Regions from separate parts of the Mus musculus genome. Here all the other regions are linked to region 2. The links are chromatin contacts, called in public Hi-C and HiChIP or PLAC-seq maps. All regions are on one chromosome and are shown on one strand. The core of a region is the stretch at or near the end of the contact, and the rest is flanking DNA. Distances in the headings are between cores, read along the strand shown.

What was found. A called contact is a pair of places that touch in the nucleus more often than the background predicts. HiChIP or PLAC-seq counts read pairs in DNA pulled down with a chosen protein or histone mark.
Region 1: a contact with region 2 is called in a BATF HiChIP or PLAC-seq map of CD8 T cells, with 10 read pairs. The contact joins two enhancer-like sites. A contact is called at or near these places in 1 of 484 Hi-C or Micro-C datasets (bone marrow-derived macrophages) and 7 of 115 datasets of contacts at active chromatin or transcription factors (CD8 T cells, bone marrow-derived dendritic cells, embryonic basal ganglia and 4 more).
Region 3: a contact with region 2 is called in a Hi-C map of B cells, with 2.1 times the contacts expected there. The contact joins two enhancer-like sites. A contact is called at or near these places in 1 of 15 datasets of contacts at CTCF or cohesin (the NIH/3T3 cell line), 4 of 484 Hi-C or Micro-C datasets (B cells, bone marrow-derived macrophages, centrocytes and 1 more) and 1 of 115 datasets of contacts at active chromatin or transcription factors (fibro-adipogenic progenitors).
Region 4: an H3K27ac HiChIP or PLAC-seq map of microglia shows a contact between it and region 2, with 3 times the contacts expected there. The contact joins two enhancer-like sites. A contact is called at or near these places in 1 of 115 datasets of contacts at active chromatin or transcription factors (microglia) and 3 of 9 other capture datasets (adipose tissue, liver and pancreatic islet).

The regions. Positions count from the first base shown.
Region 1 is chr12:80,067,943-80,070,642 of GRCm38.p6, forward strand. All of the region lies in intron 3 of Gm36660 (a long non-coding RNA gene), which reads right to left. Among named protein-coding and RNA genes, the nearest start is that of Gm36660, 17 kb to the right of the region's middle. Within about 2 kb of position 1,374, at least 40 of the 459 cell types and tissues checked have an H3K27ac peak or open chromatin away from gene starts, as enhancers often do. A contact at or near this core is called in CD8 T cells, bone marrow-derived dendritic cells, bone marrow-derived macrophages and 1 more, where this site is marked.
Region 2 is chr12:79,645,619-79,648,318 of GRCm38.p6, forward strand. The region is part of intron 7 of Rad51b (RAD51 paralog B); the gene reads left to right. Among named protein-coding and RNA genes, the nearest start is that of Gm36048, 150 kb to the right of the region's middle. Within about 2 kb of position 1,268, at least 126 of the 459 cell types and tissues checked have an H3K27ac peak or open chromatin away from gene starts, as enhancers often do. A contact at or near this core is called in B cells, CD8 T cells, bone marrow-derived dendritic cells and 3 more, where this site is marked.
Region 3 is chr12:79,997,603-80,000,302 of GRCm38.p6, forward strand. No RefSeq gene overlaps it. Among named protein-coding and RNA genes, the nearest start is that of Gm36834, 21 kb to the right of the region's middle. Within about 2 kb of position 1,334, at least 21 of the 459 cell types and tissues checked have an H3K27ac peak or open chromatin away from gene starts, as enhancers often do. A contact at or near this core is called in B cells and bone marrow-derived macrophages, where this site is marked.
Region 4 is chr12:79,319,754-79,322,453 of GRCm38.p6, forward strand. The region is part of intron 5 of Rad51b (RAD51 paralog B); the gene reads left to right. Among named protein-coding and RNA genes, the nearest start is that of Rad51b, 24 kb to the left of the region's middle. Within about 2 kb of position 1,353, at least 52 of the 459 cell types and tissues checked have an H3K27ac peak or open chromatin away from gene starts, as enhancers often do. A contact at or near this core is called in microglia, where this site is marked.

The DNA.
Region 1 (2,700 bases), core at 124-2,623, 420 kb after region 2:
GAGGAGGAGGAGGAGGAGGAGGAGGAGGAGGAGGAGGGGAGGGGCGTCTGAATGACTCTGACCAATGAACTGCAAGTGGTCCTAAGCCAATCAGGTAAGAGATACTCTAACTTCTCAATCCTGATTCAGCGTAGCAACAGCAGCAAAGGGAAGATATTTTCATCCGTTATCAAAACAAGAAAGCAGGTGTCCCTGTTCATGCTTCTGAAACTTGCCTCTTCTTTGCCACTGAAGTTTGGGCTGTACTCGAATGGCCTAGAGACAGAGAATTATGGGAATAAAGAGCCTTGCTATACAGCAGGTCCTCTTCTCCAGTAAAACAGAATCAGAGCAGGTAGGAAGGCAGATTTTCTGTCCTAGGCGATGAGCAGACAGCAGCATCCTCTTGCCGTTATACTCCATACTCTTCTCAGCATCCGTGGCTGCCCCATCTTCATCCCACTTCACTCAGGCTTCAAGAGAAGCCAAACGGAACAGAAGAGAGATTGACCCCAAACATGGCAGCAAATATCTCAGAAGAGGGGGTGAAAAGAGCATAGGGATCGGAGGATAGGGAGGTGTGCCACAAAACATGGACATGACATGGATAGTGGACTCAGGAACTCAACTGCAGCTATGGCTACCATAAAAGACCTGCACAACACTGGGTCCATCAAATTTTCATCTGGGGGGCTGGGGGAGCTCATGAGGCCCCACTCCTGCCTAAGGGACTCCTGACAGTTAATGACCTCTGGGGAGAGGATGTCACTTTCTTCAGTACTGGAGTCACTAATGAGTTACCCATGTTTCAGTACATCACAACCCCCCCCCCATACTGATGCAAACAACCCTAATTAAACTCAGCAGGTCACAAGCATGCTCAAAAGTAAGAAGGATGCATGGGAAAAAAGGGCTTCAGGGGGAGGGAAGGAGGGATGGGGTGGGAAGTGGGGGAGCCACTAATTTGTGGAGGGAGAGGGAAGAGGTCTGAAGAGTGAGGAGATGAGTCAAGAAAGAGCTAAGACTAGAACAGAATCCAGTTCACATTTTTTAGAAGGCTGATGGTTTCTTTTTTCTTTTTTCTTTTTTCTGTTTTGTTTTGTTTTGTTTTGTTTTGTTTTGTTTTGTTTTGTTGAAGCTGGGCTTCTCTGCCTTAGTTCTGGCTGTCCTGGAACTCACTCTGTAGATCAGGCTGGCCTCGAATGTTTGTCAGATGCTTCAGTTTGGCCTGAAGAAGTCTCCAGTGGCTGTAGAGATAACTGGAGGCACCTGAGGAGTCACAAGGCTGGGGAGGGGAAAACCCCACCCTCAGAGGTGGCTGCCAAGAGTCCCCTCAGAGGTGCAGTCACTTGTGGTTGCAATCAGACCCGCAAGTGAAAAGCTACATTGGGCCACACCAAAGCAAGATCTCTTTTTTAAAAAATCCAAATCACATCCAGGTTCCTCTTCCTGCCACACTGAGTAGGCGAAGGGGATCTTTCTTCTTCTGTGGCTGTTCCTCTTTGGACAGAAAGGGGAATGAATGGCTGAAAACCAAGACAGGTTAAAGGCCAGGTTAGGGAGCCAGGCTATGCTGCCCAAACTGAAGACTCCTCTCCAGGACTCTATACTTGAGAGGCCTGGATCTCCTTTAGCCCCCAACCCTGGCCATTTACCTGATCTGAGATGTCACCCTGCCACCATCTACCCCCACTTCCAATTCAATCCCACCTTCCCTCCAGCTTTTCTCCTTGAGCCTCTCCCATCTGACGTCCATCTTCAATGTGGGTTTGTTTATCTTGTCTTGTTTGTCTTTTTTGTCTTGTTGTTTATTTGGGGATTTTGGCTTTGTTGTAGGTTTTGACTGTCTATCTGTTTGTTTTGAGACAAGGTCTCACTGTGTAGCCCTATCTGGCTTGGAACTGGCTATGTACATCAAGCTGGCCTCGAACTCAATGAGTTCCTCCTGACTCTGTCCCTTGAGTATAAGGATTAAAGCTATGTGTCACCATGTTGACCCTGCAGCTTGATTTTAAAGCCATTCTCACCAAGGACATTACTTCGATGTTGTTACCCAGACAGTGCGATCTTAGATTCAGCCTTAATGGCAACTTCATTTATTAGGGTGGAGTCTCAGTATCCTCATCTATATAATAGAACCCCAGTCCTGTAGAGTCACTGTAAAGATTATATTGTTTGAAAAGTACTTGGTAAATGCCTGCAGGACAGAGCTATGAATACAAGTTAACAGTCTTTCATTCTAATTCCTAGGGGACCACACATCAGAGTACACACACACACCTTAGGTCAGGCCCTTGACACCACATCCATGTCCTGCAACTGTCCTGTCAGAGCCGCTCAGTGAAGACTGCAAGCTGCCTCTCTCCAGGTGGGTCACATTTTATTGCCAAGTTAGGTTTGGCTCCAAAGTGATGGGGAAGGAAGGGACCATGACATCATGACCTCAGATTTACAGAAGAAGTTAAGTTTACACAGGTAACACTATTCACACAATTAAATTGTTCTCCCACCTAAAACACCTGCTATGTGTTCCATAACTCCCTTCTTGAATGCCCTGAGCCTGAAAGTCTTCCTTATTTATCTCACCCTATTCTAAATTTCTCCTTGGGAAACAAACACACTTTTTCTGTACAGATGTTACATGCTGTGCATTTCAGTGGCCCTGGGGACAAGTATTTTCTATTCCCTAAGAAGTACAAGGCTGAGGGTCCCCTCTGGGGA
Region 2 (2,700 bases), core at 18-2,517:
AAGACCAGTCTGTGAATGAAAGTATAAAAGTGCCATTACTCATGTTAATGATGTCAGATGAGTGGTGCCAGAAAGCCAACTGAAAACGAGGGAGGGAAAGATGTAAGATATCGGCTTCAATATGTAGTTCTATTGGTAAGATGAGCCGGTGGACGTTGCACAGACCTAGTCATCACCTCCAGCAACTCTGAGGCCTGCCAGAGCCTCACATTTCCTCTCAGACTCTGCTCCAGATGGCTGTTTCCAGGTCACCAGAGTGAATGGCAGAGAGAAGAAACTGGTTTGTCATCTGGCATTGGGCCTTGTTCCTTAGGTGAGATGGGTCCTTGCCAGCCTGTAGCCTCTGACTGGGGGTTTGCTCACTAGTGGTCATGTTGGAGAGTGCCATACCAAGGGCTACTAGGTAAGTATTTGGCCACTTACTATATTTGTTCTTGACCTATTCTTCTTCTGTCTCTTCTTTGTTGACTCTGTCTGATTGTGTCTAATTTTCACTGTTTGTGTCTGTATCAATGTCTTCTAAATATGGATGTAGAAGCATGGAATCACTCTGCCTCAAAAATAAAATTGTCCATCTTTGAGGACATGAAATCACTTTTGTACATGAGTATCTGATAAAGCCGCTGACTTGGGGATTTCTAGGTAGACCAGTTAACCAACCTTTGAACAATGGCCGACAGAGTTTCATGCTACAGATTCACTCTGGAGATGGAGATAATTGGACCTGCCCCGTCAGTGAGCCCATGCTGGTTAGGATGCCACACCACTTAATTGGGAACATAGAGATAAGGCAGGGATATTAGCACTGCTCTGCGCCCCACAGGACGTATCTGAGGTTCCTCTGAGCTTAGCCCCTGTCTACAATAAGCATACATTAGGCTGGAGGATCAAAGTTGGTGTTGATGAAGTTGGACTCCCCCCAAGAGTTATATCTTCAGTCTCTTTGGGGAGCAAATGACTCAATAGAACGATTTTTCTTGGCCCCAAATGAGTGTAAGGAGGGGGAGTGAGTGAGTAGCAGCCGTCTATGATGGTACTTATCACAAAGCCGTGTCTTTCTAACCCTCCTTGCAAACCGAAGGGAGGGGAATCCCCAGCACCAAGGCATACACGTGAATAGAAAGCACCACAAGTAACAAAAACACCGAAAAAGGTCATCAGAAACTCGGGGCGGGAGGGGGCTGGAAATTCACCTCCCTGCCTGTCTGAAGAGCTCAGTAGGCAGGGATGAGGAAGTGGGCAAAGACAGCCGAACAAACTTCATGCACAGTGACTGCCACAGAAAATGCACAGAACAGCTGGTAGGAAAGTTTCTTTCACATCCGTGTGAACCCCAGAGCCATCTGAAAATGGGCCACCTTCTTTTCCATACCTAGGTAGCCAGCCTTTCTTGGCCCCGTGCTAACTGCAAAATTTGATATAGTTGGTAAATAGACCACTGGAAGCCACAGTGGTTACCCTGTCACAAGTAACCAAGAGACTGTGTCATTTCCTGCAGTGGGCCCAACACTGCCAGGTTGGGCTAGAGGTGAAAACTGCACACTGGCCTGCTACCACAACTGGTGCCACCACCCTCCCAACCCACCCCAGTCTCAGACCCAACAGGTCAGTCCACTGGGGCCAGGCAGGGAACATGTTAATATACAGCTAGAACTCACCATACCTATAAGCCACAGCCCCACAGTTGCTGGCCACAGATTTTCCCTAGAGTATCCATTCTACGGGTAATTAGGCCAAAGAGAAAGCCTCACCATCGTGCAGGGCAGTTACCCCATACCTGGTGTGAACAAATGGCAGACACTGTCCTTCCTCCTCCATCTCCCGGAACTCGGTGGTGGAGGTGATGGTAGTAGAACGCTTAGGGGTGCCCTCAGTGACTGAAGAGGTGAGCATGGCAAGCTGAGGAGATTTACCATCCTTCCATATGTGCTGTCCCTCACACAGAGCCTGTCTTTCCTCCAGGGACTCTTGATCAGCAACACTCTTTTCTCCAGCTCGGCTGTGGATTGCTTTGGTCTGCTTCTCCCAGGGTGTACACTCCAGGGGAAACCCTGCAGCCAGCAACTGGGGTGCTGTGGCCACAGGCATGGCGAGTTCTAGTTGAGTATCGGTTTGTTGCTCCTTGGTCTTAATGACCTTAGCACCTGTTAATTCTGGGACATAGGGAAGGGCAACGATTGAGGAAGACAGTCCACTAGAGAGATCTGTATTCGCAGATCACTGTGCAGTGTGAACTGAAGTCTTCACACAATGAGTTCAAATATGCCCAAGCCATCTCCCTCACTGTGTTTCCCTCTCCTTTTCCTCAGCCGCTCTCCGGCATCTCTGGGCAGAGCAGCTTCCTTAAGGTTGAGGCTAATGAAAGTCAATGACAGTCCTGGAGTTTTGTGTACAACAGCAGAACTAAGGCAAACTGAGACATGTTAACATTTTTCCTTCATAGCCCCTTCTACTAATAGCCATCAGAATATATTAATTCTCGCCATAGCTTTTGTGGACTCAACACTCTAAAGAACAGAGGGGTTAGGCACACTTCCCAGAATTGCTCAGCAGATTCGTGCCAGAGCCAAAACGAAATATAGGCAGGCTGCTGGAATCCCACAGGCGTGTTTTCTTCTGGTCAAATTGGAGCTTGGTGTTTTATGACAAATATTTAAAAAAAAGAAAAGCCTTGACAACGTTCACATTTTCCCAGATAGC
Region 3 (2,700 bases), core at 84-2,583, 350 kb after region 2:
ATTAGCATTCTCTCTTATAGTCTTTAGAAACCATCCCTTTGCCTCTTAAAGAATTCCCATGAACCCCCCAAAGTAAGAACATTCACCCAGTAGGTTTGTTCATCTGTTATTTGAACACATTCATTTACCCTTAGTTCCTTTCTCCATCAACCCACCATGACGCCAGGAGACTGGTATCGTGGACAGGGCTTCAGTTGTGTTCATCCAGTAGGAGACGCCAACAAGAGACACAGCATGAACCAACGTCAGAAGCTTCATTCCCTTGTTTCCACTCTACTGGGCTATTTGCTGCTTGCCTGTGTGCCTTGGCTGTTCCCTCCACCTAATGCCACTGTCTCTAGAGTGGCACTCTCCTGCAGACCCTTTCTCTCAATACTGTCTGCCTTGCCCCAGGGCTCCCCACCCTTGCCAGCCCTGGGAGACCTCATCTTGCCTTGTTGGTATCTCTTACCTTGTGAGTAACTTATGAGTAAGCCCATAACTTGTGAGTAGCCCTATTTCTAAGTAATTTTCCACCTCCCTGTTGGAGTGTGCCATCTCTCTCCTGCTGGGACGAAGACTAATTTGCTTATATCAGGAGCCAAGCTTCCCAAACACAAGCTCAGCAAGGCTCAGGGGTGGAGGGGGCTGTGGCGGGGTTGATGAGAACACAGTAGGGCTTAAGTGCAGAGGATCTGTGATCTCAATGACCAGAGTTGAAGGCAATCTCTACCACTGTCTAGACAGGGCTATTTAACTTCTTTAAACTTCTGATTTTTCTTCTAGAAAATGAGAATAATAACCAACCCTTCCTTACAAGTCCATGTCAGGAATTAATGAGAGTATATTTGTGAAGAGTGGACTGGAATATGTTTTGTTTTGATTTGGTAAAGACTTAACACATGTGAGGTATCATAGGTCGCTATTAGGAGAAAAGTCTAACCATGTAGGGTGTTGGGTTGGTGCTAGAATATACTTAGCAGTAAGTAACAAAATGTGGCTATTTATGGCTACTAGGGGAATTTGGACAGCATGTAATCCGCCCCCTCCACACACACACATTGTAGAAGAAAGGCAAAGATAAGCATTTTTGAAGTTATTTATAATCAGTTTTATGATTTAGCCTTGATAGAAATTCCTCTTTTATAATATAGTAGTTGTGCTGGCTGATTTTTAAAAGCTCCTCCCCTGACACGGCCACCACTATCAGGAAACATGATTCTTACTTACTTAAGCTAAAGAACTGCACCTCCCTTCAGCTTGTCCTTGTGGAGCATCTCCTACCCATCCTCCCTCCCAGCGCTGTTCTTCACAAAATAAGGGTTAGAATTGATTCTCTTAACTTGGTCCAAAAGCTAAATCTGAAAGAGGTCAAAGACTCTCCGGCCAGTCACATTTCACCCATCTATTTTTAACCGGTCAGTGTAAGGCAAAGAAAACAAGATTCCCCAAAGAGTCAGGCCCCGTGAAAGCTGGAAAGTCTGCCAATATGGAGAAATGCAGTCATTTCTGGGGGAAGAGAGACTGATTTCCTTCTTTCGTTGCCCCAGGATGCCTGTTTGTGACCAATGAGTTAGCCACTGGCTCTGCCTTGCTTGTTCTTGATCCCATTTGTGGGTCTGCTTGTTATTCCAGCACCCACCTTGACTTTGGAGACTCTACTAGTGAACTCCCATGTGCCTACTCATCCCCTGGGCTACCTGTCTCCTGTGGCAGAGCGTGATAGGCTCCTGGATGAGTGGAAACCTGTAATGAAGCATCCTGTATTCTCAGCGAGGACAAACTCGTTTCCCAGGCTCATTACCAATGCCCCCACTCCAGTGGCTCCTGAGAGCCATGCTCTTGTACTTTCTGCCTCTCCTGCTCCCACACACATAACTGCACCAAGGATAAGCATCTTTCCATCCAGCCATATCTGCCCTTCCACATGCTCCTATGTGACCCTCAACTCCCTGACCTCTGTTGCCTGAATCCCTTGAGTTAGAGAAGCAGAGATGTTTCCATGACTTTTAAGGCTCTTTTTGGCAATACAGCAAAGACAAGAGAGTGAGGGACAAAGCACAGAGTTTTAAGGCCTGACCCCAGAGTGCTGATGAAGGCAATGCCATGGGAAGGTGACCTCCCATCAGGCCTAGGGTGTCCTCAGTGTGGGACTTCTCTGTTGCTCTGCTCCAAAGGCAGGACCCAGGGTGGGTAGAAATTGAGTTTGGGATTAAAAGACGTGTGTGGCTAGAATTCCACTTCATGATTTATAGTCTAGCCCAGGCTTTCCAAAGCTGCGCTAAGAATTATTCCTGGATCAGATCCTTGCTAGTCACATCTGTGAAGCGGAAACATCAGCTTCATTAGAAATACCCTGCCTCCCCAATTCCAGGGTCAAAATTCAAGTTCTAGGTGGAAGATATAGATAATGGCTCTAGGTACGGGGAGAGGAATGTAGGGGAGACACAACAGCAGCATTTCCTACTTAGCATTTTAGCTATTCAGCATCCATCCACCTTCTTCCGGTACCCAGGTGCCACTTCTCTTTGGGAAATCCCATATTCTCTGTTGCTCTCAGCCCAAAAGTACAACCGTTACACATACAACCCCGAAACTTAAAGTATACATGTGACCCAGCCTTAACTCAATCTAGGTGTTACATTCTCTTGGGTGTAGTAATTGGTTGGGCAGTGGATATCATATCCTTCGGAGCCAAAAAGGTAACTTGAGATTACACAC
Region 4 (2,700 bases), core at 103-2,602, 330 kb before region 2:
TTGGCTTTATTTCCTAGCCCTATATTGAAATTGATTTTCAAAACTTTCTCCAACTCAATAGTATATAAAATGCAGCCATGCGTTGCTTAGTGGTAGTGGTATGGTTTGGGGACTGGATGACTAAGCCAGTCAGTCCTGTGACTCTGTTCTTGTGTGCTTACACAGACTGCTGTGTGTGTTCATCATGGATGTAGCCTCTGCACACAATCAAAAGATGTGGTGAGCAGAAGCAGTGTGAAGCTGATGCATTGTGTTTTCCAGACCTTAAAAATGCTGTAGAGGTAACTTACAATCTGAAGTAATGATTGCTAGCAGAGTGAGCACAGGCAGAAATATCACCAAGTGTTGTATACTGTGCATAATTTATATACTGTGCTTTTATATGACTGGTAACATGGTAAGTTTGTGTATACCAATATTACTATAAACTGACTAATGTGCTGCCCTTGTACAGTATGTTTGCTGTCACATCACCAGGAAGTGTTGACTCTCAGCCCTATCACACAGCCACCATGTTCTCCCCAACAGTTCCTGTCAGTTGGCTTCTTAGGTTTTATCCCTGTTTCTGACCATGTTAGTCTGTGTTGCTGGTCCCTCTCCATTTTGTCAGCATATAAGCCTTGGAGAATCCCGGACTCAGTTTTAGGATCTTGGTCTTCCTCCATCTGTCCTCAATCTCTCAATGCACTCTCATGGTTTTAGCACATTTCTTTATGGCAGAAGGGTCCTGTGTTCATATTCTGAGCTTTCCCACAAGCTCCAGATTCATATACATTTGCCACTTGACATAATAACATATTACAGTCACATCTATATATGTGGACAGCTTGATATACCTGAAGATGAATTCTGGATTTCCCTGTTTAAACACACACACACACACACACACACACACACACACACACACACACACACACACAGAGAGAGAGAGAGAGAGAGAGAGAGAGAGAGAGAGAGAGAGGAAGAACACTACACTAGTAACTACAATCCTGATTGAATCACTACTGTTCTAGATATTCATCCAATCAATCAAGTTCTTCCGGTTCCCTGCCTGAATTATACTTTAAATCCAGTTGCTCCTGATAATCTGAGGTATCATCTCCCTAGGTGAAGGCACCATGTTTCTTGTGTGGACAGCAGTTATCTTGTTTTACCCTTGCCCTTTGAAGCCTTTTCCCCATGTGACATCTAGAACCATCTCTCCCCTCCCCTCCCTCCTCCCTCTGTCCCTCCATCTGTGCGTGCGTGTGTGTGTGTGTGTGTGTGTGTGTGTGTGTGTGTGTAGGCGTGTATGCCTATGTATGGAGGCTAAAGGAGGATGTTGGGTGTCCTGCTGTCTCATTCTTTAACTTCCTCCTTTGATACAGTTTCTCACTGGCCTTGGAGCTAGGCTGGCAGCCATCAACCCTGAGACACTCCTGCCTGCTGAGCCATCTCCCTAGCCTCTTGAGCAGACCTTCAAAAAGATTTATTTATTATTTTGTATCTTATGTGTACGGATGTTTTGCCTGAGTGTATATATGAGCGATGAGTGTGTGCCTGGTGCAATAGAGGCCAGAAGAGGGTGGCAGGTCCCTTAGGTCTGGAGTTAAGGATCGTTTTGAACCACCATGTGGGTGCTGGGAAATGAATTCCATCTACTGAAAGATCAGCCAGTGGTTTCTAGCACTGAGCCACCCCCCAGAGCAAGCAGTCTTTTACTTTAAAAAAAATTATTTTTATTTTTAAAGACACATTTGTGGGATGTGGTGACTGAGTGGTTAAGGTAATGATCTGTTAAAAAAGGAAACCTGATGGGGTCAGGTCGGCTCCCACACTTCTCATTTTTCTTAATAAAACCCCAACAGACTACCACAGATCTGAGGGTCTGAGGGGACCTTGATTTCTGCCTGGCGCTCTGGCTTCCTCCCCTTCAACCTTTCAGGCTTCTTCCTGCTCCTTGTTCCAGCTACATTAACTGTTAGGGCACTGTAGCTGGCCCCTGATGTTCCAGCTACATTAACTGTTAGGGCACTGTAGCTGGCCCCTGATGTTCCAGCTACATTAACTGTTAGGGCACTGTAGCTGGCCCCTGATGTGTTTGCTTTTCTCTCCTTCTGGAATGTCTTAGGGCTTCTATTGCTGTGATGAAACACATGACCAATAAATAAATAAATAGATAAATAAATAAATATTTAAAAAATTAAAAAAAGAAAAGAGAAGAAAGAAAGAAAGAAGGAAGGAAGGAAGGAAGGAAGGAAGGAAGGAAAGTGAGAAAGAAAGAAAGAAAACACGAAAACTGAAAGCCCCAAACAAACATTTCCACATCACTGTTCATCATCAAAGGAATTGAGGACAGGAACTCAGACAGGGCAGGGACCTGGAGGCAGGAGCTGATGGAGGGGTGCTGCTTACTGGCTTGCTCTCCATGGCTTGCTCAGCCTGCTTTTTTACAGAACCCAGGATCAGCAGCCCAGGGATGGCACCAGCTGCCATGGGCTGGGTTCTCCTCCATACATCACTAATAAACACGATCCTTTCCAGGCTGGCCCACAGCCCAATCCTATGGAGGCGGTTCCTTAACTGAGGTTTCCTTCTCTCAGAGGACTCTAGTTTGTGTCCAAGTGATACAATCTAGCCAGCACACAGAATGTAACTTTCTTCTCTCCTCTGCTCGTCATTTCCTTTATTGGGGGTATTGTGATGTCATATACTCAATAC